Linked DNA regions of Capra hircus: region 2 is linked to region 1. Evidence: chromatin contacts called from public Hi-C data. All regions are on one chromosome and are shown on one strand. The core of a region is the stretch at or near the end of the contact, and the rest is flanking DNA. Distances in the headings are between cores, read along the strand shown. Region 1 holds the start of MRPL17 (39S ribosomal protein L17, mitochondrial). Region 2 has its middle 340 kb from the start of MRPL17.

What was found. Hi-C and Micro-C count contacts between places; a contact is called where the count stands out from the background.
Region 2: a contact with region 1 is called in a Hi-C map of liver, with 5 times the contacts expected there. The contact joins the enhancer-like site here to the promoter of MRPL17 in region 1. A contact is called at or near these places in 4 of 5 Hi-C or Micro-C datasets (blood and liver).

The regions. Positions count from the first base shown.
Region 1 is chr15:35,957,322-35,960,517 of ARS1.2, reverse strand. It overlaps MRPL17 (39S ribosomal protein L17, mitochondrial), which reads left to right and starts at 1,673. Exons shown (of 3, transcript XM_005709644.3): 1 at 1,673-1,940; 2 at 2,248-2,316; 3 at 2,646-3,196. The coding sequence starts at 1,767. The coding sequence ends at 2,921.
Region 2 is chr15:36,292,582-36,295,777 of ARS1.2, reverse strand. No RefSeq gene overlaps it. Among named protein-coding and RNA genes, the nearest start is that of MRPL17, 340 kb to the right of the region's middle. Within about 2 kb of position 1,532, at least 1 of the 5 cell types and tissues checked has an H3K27ac peak or open chromatin away from gene starts, as enhancers often do.

The sequences.
Region 1 (3,196 bases), core at 424-2,923:
CCATGGGGTTGCAAAGAGTCAAACACGACTGAACAACTGAACTGAACTGAATTTAAAAATATTAAATCATTACTTTTTCTTTGAGCACAGCACTTTTTCTTCAACTAGGATGGTTATGTCACGCGAGTGTATGCTCCTCGATTCTTTGTCTCCTCACAACAAAGATTTGGAGTGACAGATATTAAAGCCCCCTCGGCGTGTCACAGCTCTCAGGTCTTGGATAGACCGTGTTATAGCTCTCAGGTCTCAAATGAACCGTGTTATAGCTCTTAAACAAATCAGTGTTACAGCTCTATTTTATTTAGAAGATAGCAGGAAAATCCATCTTCAAGGTGTGAGGGCACGTCGATCTAAAGACTTGAGAAGAGCGCCCCAGAGCGCAGGAGAGAGAGACAGAGCTGGCTCTGGCTCCTCTATTTATATGTTTATCTCTCCCTGGGCCTGTCCTATGTAAACTGGGCCAGCCAGGAGTGTTGTTTGTTTTACCTGAGGTCCTCACTCCAGTCCTCGGACCTTTTATTTCATTTTCACGGGCTTTTCCTTTCCTTGTCTGTAGCCACCACCATTTTGGACTCCTTTCCCCTGTTCTACCTACCTAACACTTAGATTTGCTTTGTGGATTAAAAATGTCACCTGCCACATCAGTAAAGAAACGATGTTGCAGCCATCAGCCTGTGCAGACCCTCCTCTCCACCACAGTAAACCCCAAGGAAACTCAGGACAGAAACATAACCCTCCCCAGTGAATCATCAGACACTGCAGCCACTCACTGAATGGAGCAACCTGAGGAGACTCGGGATGAGAAAACAGGATCAGTCAGTCAGTTCAGTCGCCCATGAATTGCAGCACGCCAGGCCTCCCTGTCCATCACCAACTCACTCATACTAGCCCCAAATAGCTGGGATGCATATCAAAACAATGATCTCAGTGAGCCTAGACTCTTCCATCTTCTCATACATAAAAAAGCACTAAATCCCTTGAGATATCTGGCTTTCTTTAAGATAATCTTTTGATGCTCCAACTACCCTGTCTTCCCTGCAAAATCTCTTATATTTTCTGCCCCCCACCCACTCCAAACCCCTTCTACAACCCCCTCTGCCACCATAGCCTCTCGGAGTTATCTTAGCTACTGTGTCGTGGGATCAAGTCCTCAGTTTTGTCTGCTAGGTAAAACAACTCTCAACTTTTACGTTGTGCTTTTTTTTCCCAGTCAACAACTTCAAGGAAAGAAAATTTTCACCATCTCTATTTCTTTCCTATCATTGTTATTCCATTCATTTCGCCATTACTGCTGAAAATAATTTGCTTTTCAAAATTGACACGCTCAGAGTGTCAGACTCCCCGCGCCTCAGAAAGAGCAGGTCCCCCGGCCTGAAGGACTGGAACACCTCCAAGCACTTTCCTCTTCAGGTCCTCACGCTACAAGCCAGCTCCAAGCTGAGCTTCCCAGCGCGGGGTCCCCTGACGACTGTCGCAGCACCAGAGAAACCGTCGGCCTGCTCACTCCACACCAGGGGGCGCCTGGTTCCCGGGCAAACCAGCCGCGCTCGAAAGACCAAACTCCGCCCGTCTCTCCTCCTCCGGACGAGGTCAACGCCCCGTCCCCGCCCTCCCCAAGGCTGCCAACGAGGCAGGCTCTGATACACATGCGCAAACACGTCCACCACGCAGCTACGTAAGGCGCGTGGGTCCTCTAAGCTCCGCCTCTCGGCCGCGTCTCTAAGTTTCCAGTTCCGGCCTCACAGAGGTCGGGAGCAGCGGGGGACATGCGGCTGTCGTTCGCCGCCGCGGTCTCCCACGGCCGCGTATACCGCCGTCTAGGCCTTGGTCCCGAGTCCCGCATTCACCTGTTGCAGAACTTGCTTACGGGACTGGTGCGCCACGAACGCATCGAGGCGTCATGGGCACGCGTGGACGAGCTGAGGGGCTACGCCGAGAAGGTAAGGGGCGTGACCCTCTTGTGCCTCTCCTAGGTCTGGCCTGAGGGGGCGGGATCCGGCTGGAGTTGGGGAAGAATTGGGACCGCCCTGGTAAAGAGGGCCCGAAGTCTCATTACCATGAGCTGAACCTACTCCTGTGGCCCCTCAAATGGAGACCTGATTAGGACAGCGTGTTTAGAGGCAGCCTGAATTAGCGACATGCTTTGCTAGAGTATGGAATGAATTGGTTGCAATTTGGCATTAGAAGATTAAGATTGACGCCTCCTTTCTTGCTCGGATTTTGGTGAGTGATATTGTGTCCTCACAGCTCATCGACTACGGGAAGCTGGGAGACACCAACGAACGAGCCATGCGCATGGCGGACTTCTGGCTCACGGTGAGTGCATCCTGTCCACTTCCCAGATCTTATCCTTTGATTCCTAAGTGGAAGGGAGTTGTTAGAGGAAAGGGAATTGGGCGAAATTAAGGCACGCACTTACGGACAAATGTGAACTAAGTAAGAGATATATGTCCTACGTTGAGTTCAACGTGAATCTCAGTCTACACAACTGCCCATAATTGATCAGTTTATAATGCCACGTCAGAGGGTGAGGGAAGGGATGTGGGTGTGTGTGTGTTTGAACCCTACCTTTGGGGATGCTGAAAGTTAATGTGTCGGTGATGGTGCCTGACTCTGCTCTCTCCTGGAAAACTCTCCCCGTCTAGGAGAAAGACTTGATCCCAAAGCTGTTTCAAGTACTGGCCCCTCGGTACCAAGGTCAGAATGGGGGCTACACGAGAATGCTGCAGATCCCAAATCGGAATCAGCAGGATCGGGCCAAAATGGCAGTGATTGAGTACAGAGGAAACTGTCTCCCACCCCTGCCCCTGCCACGCAGAGACAGCAACCTTACACTCCTAAACCAGCTGCTTCAGGGGCTGCGGCAGGACCAGGAAGCAAGCACCCGCAGTTCCCACCCAGCTCAAACACCAGAGGTTTAACTGAAGCCAAAGGGCATGTGGCCCTCATCAGTGCCCGTGATCACAGGCCTTGGGAGCTCTATTCAGCTCTAAGAACTGGAGCTTGAGTTGTAAAATGGACTCTCTGATTGGAGTCTGGAGCCCAGAACTTTCTGAGAGCCAGATACCCTTTTCTTTGCACAATAGGTAAAAATCATTGTATGTATGTAAACTGATTGTTTTCCCCCCTTTGGATTTCTGGAGAATGAGAACTCTACATCGGTCTGTATGAGGCAGTAAATTCATGGCATGTTTCT
Region 2 (3,196 bases), core at 283-2,782, 340 kb before region 1:
CTAACTAGTATTTCCAGTTCAGTTCAGTTCAGTCACTCAGTTGTGTTCAACTCTTTGCGACCCCTTGAGGCATGCCAGGTCTCCCTGTCCATCACCAACTCCCAGAGCCTACCCAAACTCATGTCAATTGAGTCGGTGATGCCATCAAACCATCTCATCCTCTGTCAACCCCTTCTCCTCCTGCCCTCAATCTTTCCCAGCATCAAGGTCTTTTCAAATGAGTCACTTCTTCACATCAGGTGGCCAAAGTATTGCAGTTTCAGCTTCAACATCAGTCCTTCCAATGAACACCCAGGACTGATCTCCTTTAGAATGGACTGGTTGGATCTCCTTGCAGTCCAAGGGACTCTCAAGAGTCTTCTTCAACACCACAGTTCAAAAGCATCAATTCTTCGGCACTCAGCTTTCTTTATAGTCCAACTCTCACATCCATACATGACTACTGGAAAAACCACAGCCTTAACTAGATGGACCTTTGTTGGCAAAGTAATGTCTCTGCTTTTCAATATGCTATCCAGGTTGGTCATAACTTTCCTTTCAAGGAGTAAGTGTCTTTTAATTTCTTGGCTGCAATCACCATCTGCCGTGATTATGGACCCCCCAAAAATAAAGTCTCTCATTGTTTCCACTGTTTCCCCATCTATTTCCCATGAAGTGATGGGACCAATGCCATGATCTTCGTTTTCTGAAAGTTGAGCTTTAGGCCAACTTTTTCACTCTCCTCTTTCACTTTCATCAAGAGGATCTTTAGTTCTTCACTTTCTGCACCATAAGGGTGGTGTCATCTGCATATCTGAGGTGACTGATATTTCTCCTGGCAATCTTGATTACAGCATGTGCTTCTTCCAGCCCAGCGTTTCTCATGATGTACTCTGCATAGAAGTTAAATAAGCAAGGTGACAATATAGGCCTTGATATACTCCTTTTCCTATTTGCAACCAGTCTGTTGTTCCATGTCCAGTTCTAACTGTTGCTTCCTGATCTGCATACAGATTTCTCAAGAGGCAGGTCAGGTGGTCTGGTATTCCCACCTCTTTCAGAATTTTCTAGTTTATTGTGATCCACACTGTCAAAGGCTTTGGCATAGTCAGTAAAGCAGAAATAGATTTTTTCCAACATCCACCCAATTCTCAATGATAGGAAATCAAGGACTCCTCCAAATACCCTCTCTTAATTGGCTTGGAGAAACATTTCTCCAAACAGGATGAATCTTTTCCAGTTCTAAATGACACTGGAGCACTGTCTCCATGGTCAGTTCCACTACTGTAAAGCACTCCCTGCCTTGGAATACTAACAGTTCAAATAATGGGATCTCTAATTAACTTTTAAGAGGTTCCTTCCTGTCTCTAAGCCTATTTTCTTCTGTTTAGGCCCTTCAAGAAATACACCACACCCTTTTCCTCTTAGTTCCTCTTGTTGCAGAAAAGAAAATGGGGCACAAGAGGATGGTCACGTCCCAGGACTTAAGACAAGTTCCTGGCACAGCTGCCAAGTATTTGTTCCTGGCTTTACACTGGAAGGAATTAAACATACTGCATAAACAGATTTTGGGCCAACTCAAGAAGGCAAGAGGCCATGGGAAAAACACTCCAAAGGCAGAGTGGGGCCATCCCAGAAGATGAGAGGCCCCAAAACCTGGGTTAGGTAATATAACAGGCTAGTGAGTGGGATGATTATTCCAACTATTTTGGGGAAAAGCCCAGGATTTTCAGGAGTTGGACCACTGCCCACTCTTTGACCTTTCCCAGTTGGCCTCAGAATGGTCATAGCTCTGGCGGGTGTGTCATTCAGCATGCTGACAAACTACAATGAATGTATAACGAGGTTCAAGGTCTAGTGGAAGTCATTCACCCTAGCTGGTTCTAAGCAGTATATGTCGTGTCTTCAAGGGCTATATCATTCTTTTAAAGGTTGTGCCTCTGTCTCCTTCCTGTCTCATTCTGCTCTTCATACATCACTAACATCCATCCCCACGAGAAGCACATTCTTCACTGTAACTGATTTATATAGTGCATTAGTTAATAATACAGTTGATGAAGCTGGCCAATACCTTTTGGCCTTCACTTGGAAAAAAAAGAATTCACCTTGGCAGTACTTCCTCAAGGTTACATACTTGGAGTATGTATATGAATCCTTCTTATTTCTCACAAATTCTGAAGACTGATCTAGATGATGTAAAGTTCCTTAGAGGTTCCATTTTGTTGCAATAAGTGGATGATTTGCTACTTCTCTGCCCTCCTTCTGATGCTTCCTCACAAAGAGACAGGTTTTACCTGCTACTGCTTTTAGCTTTGAAGGGACATAAGGTCAACAATGAAAAATTATAGTTCTCCCAAACCCGGGTTCTACATCTAGGGCCTCTGATATCAGAACAAGGGCCATACCTAGATAAACTTCATCGTATCCTAAAGTTTCCCCAGACCCCAAGCTAAAGACTATCTGTGAGGTTTTCTCAGGCTAGTTGGCTATTGACAAAACAGGATTTCAAATTTCTTTCTTCTGGCCAAACCTTTGTATGTTTTACTCAACAGTAACAATTCTGACCCAATTTTATCAGAAAAATCAGATGACACATATTTTAAGACCTTGCAGGAGAGTTTGATGAACCCACCTGTCATTAGAATGAGCATTCTAATTATCAGATTCTTTTTTCTCTTTTTGTATATGAAAAGGGTGGAATGCCCTTGAGATACTCACCCAAAACATGGGGATTATCACTGACCCATAGAATATAGTCAACAATTGGACCCTGTGGTATGGGAATAACCCTTTTGCCTTAGAGCCATTATTATTTCTACTCTTTTGGTTGAGGCCACCAAGAAAATTATTGTGGGAATCTCTTTAATTACTCTACCTCATGCAGTAGAAACTCTCCTGAATTCTCACTGAACTCAACATTTCTGCCAGCAGTCTCACATCTTGCAAAGTCTTTTGTTAATTGCGCCTCACATAACTCTTTTATTTTTTAATAACCTTAATCCTGCTGTTCTTCTTCCCTATATCACCAAAAAAAAAAAAAACAAAAAAACAAAAAAACACCTTTCACAATGGCTTAAGGCTAGTGGATCATCTCCTAACTCCTTGTGATGACCTATAGGAAATTCCTCTGGGTAACCATGACAACTTATGGTTCACTGATGGCTATTAATTATGCTGGATATGCTGTTGCATACTTTTTGATATTGTTGAGGTAGCA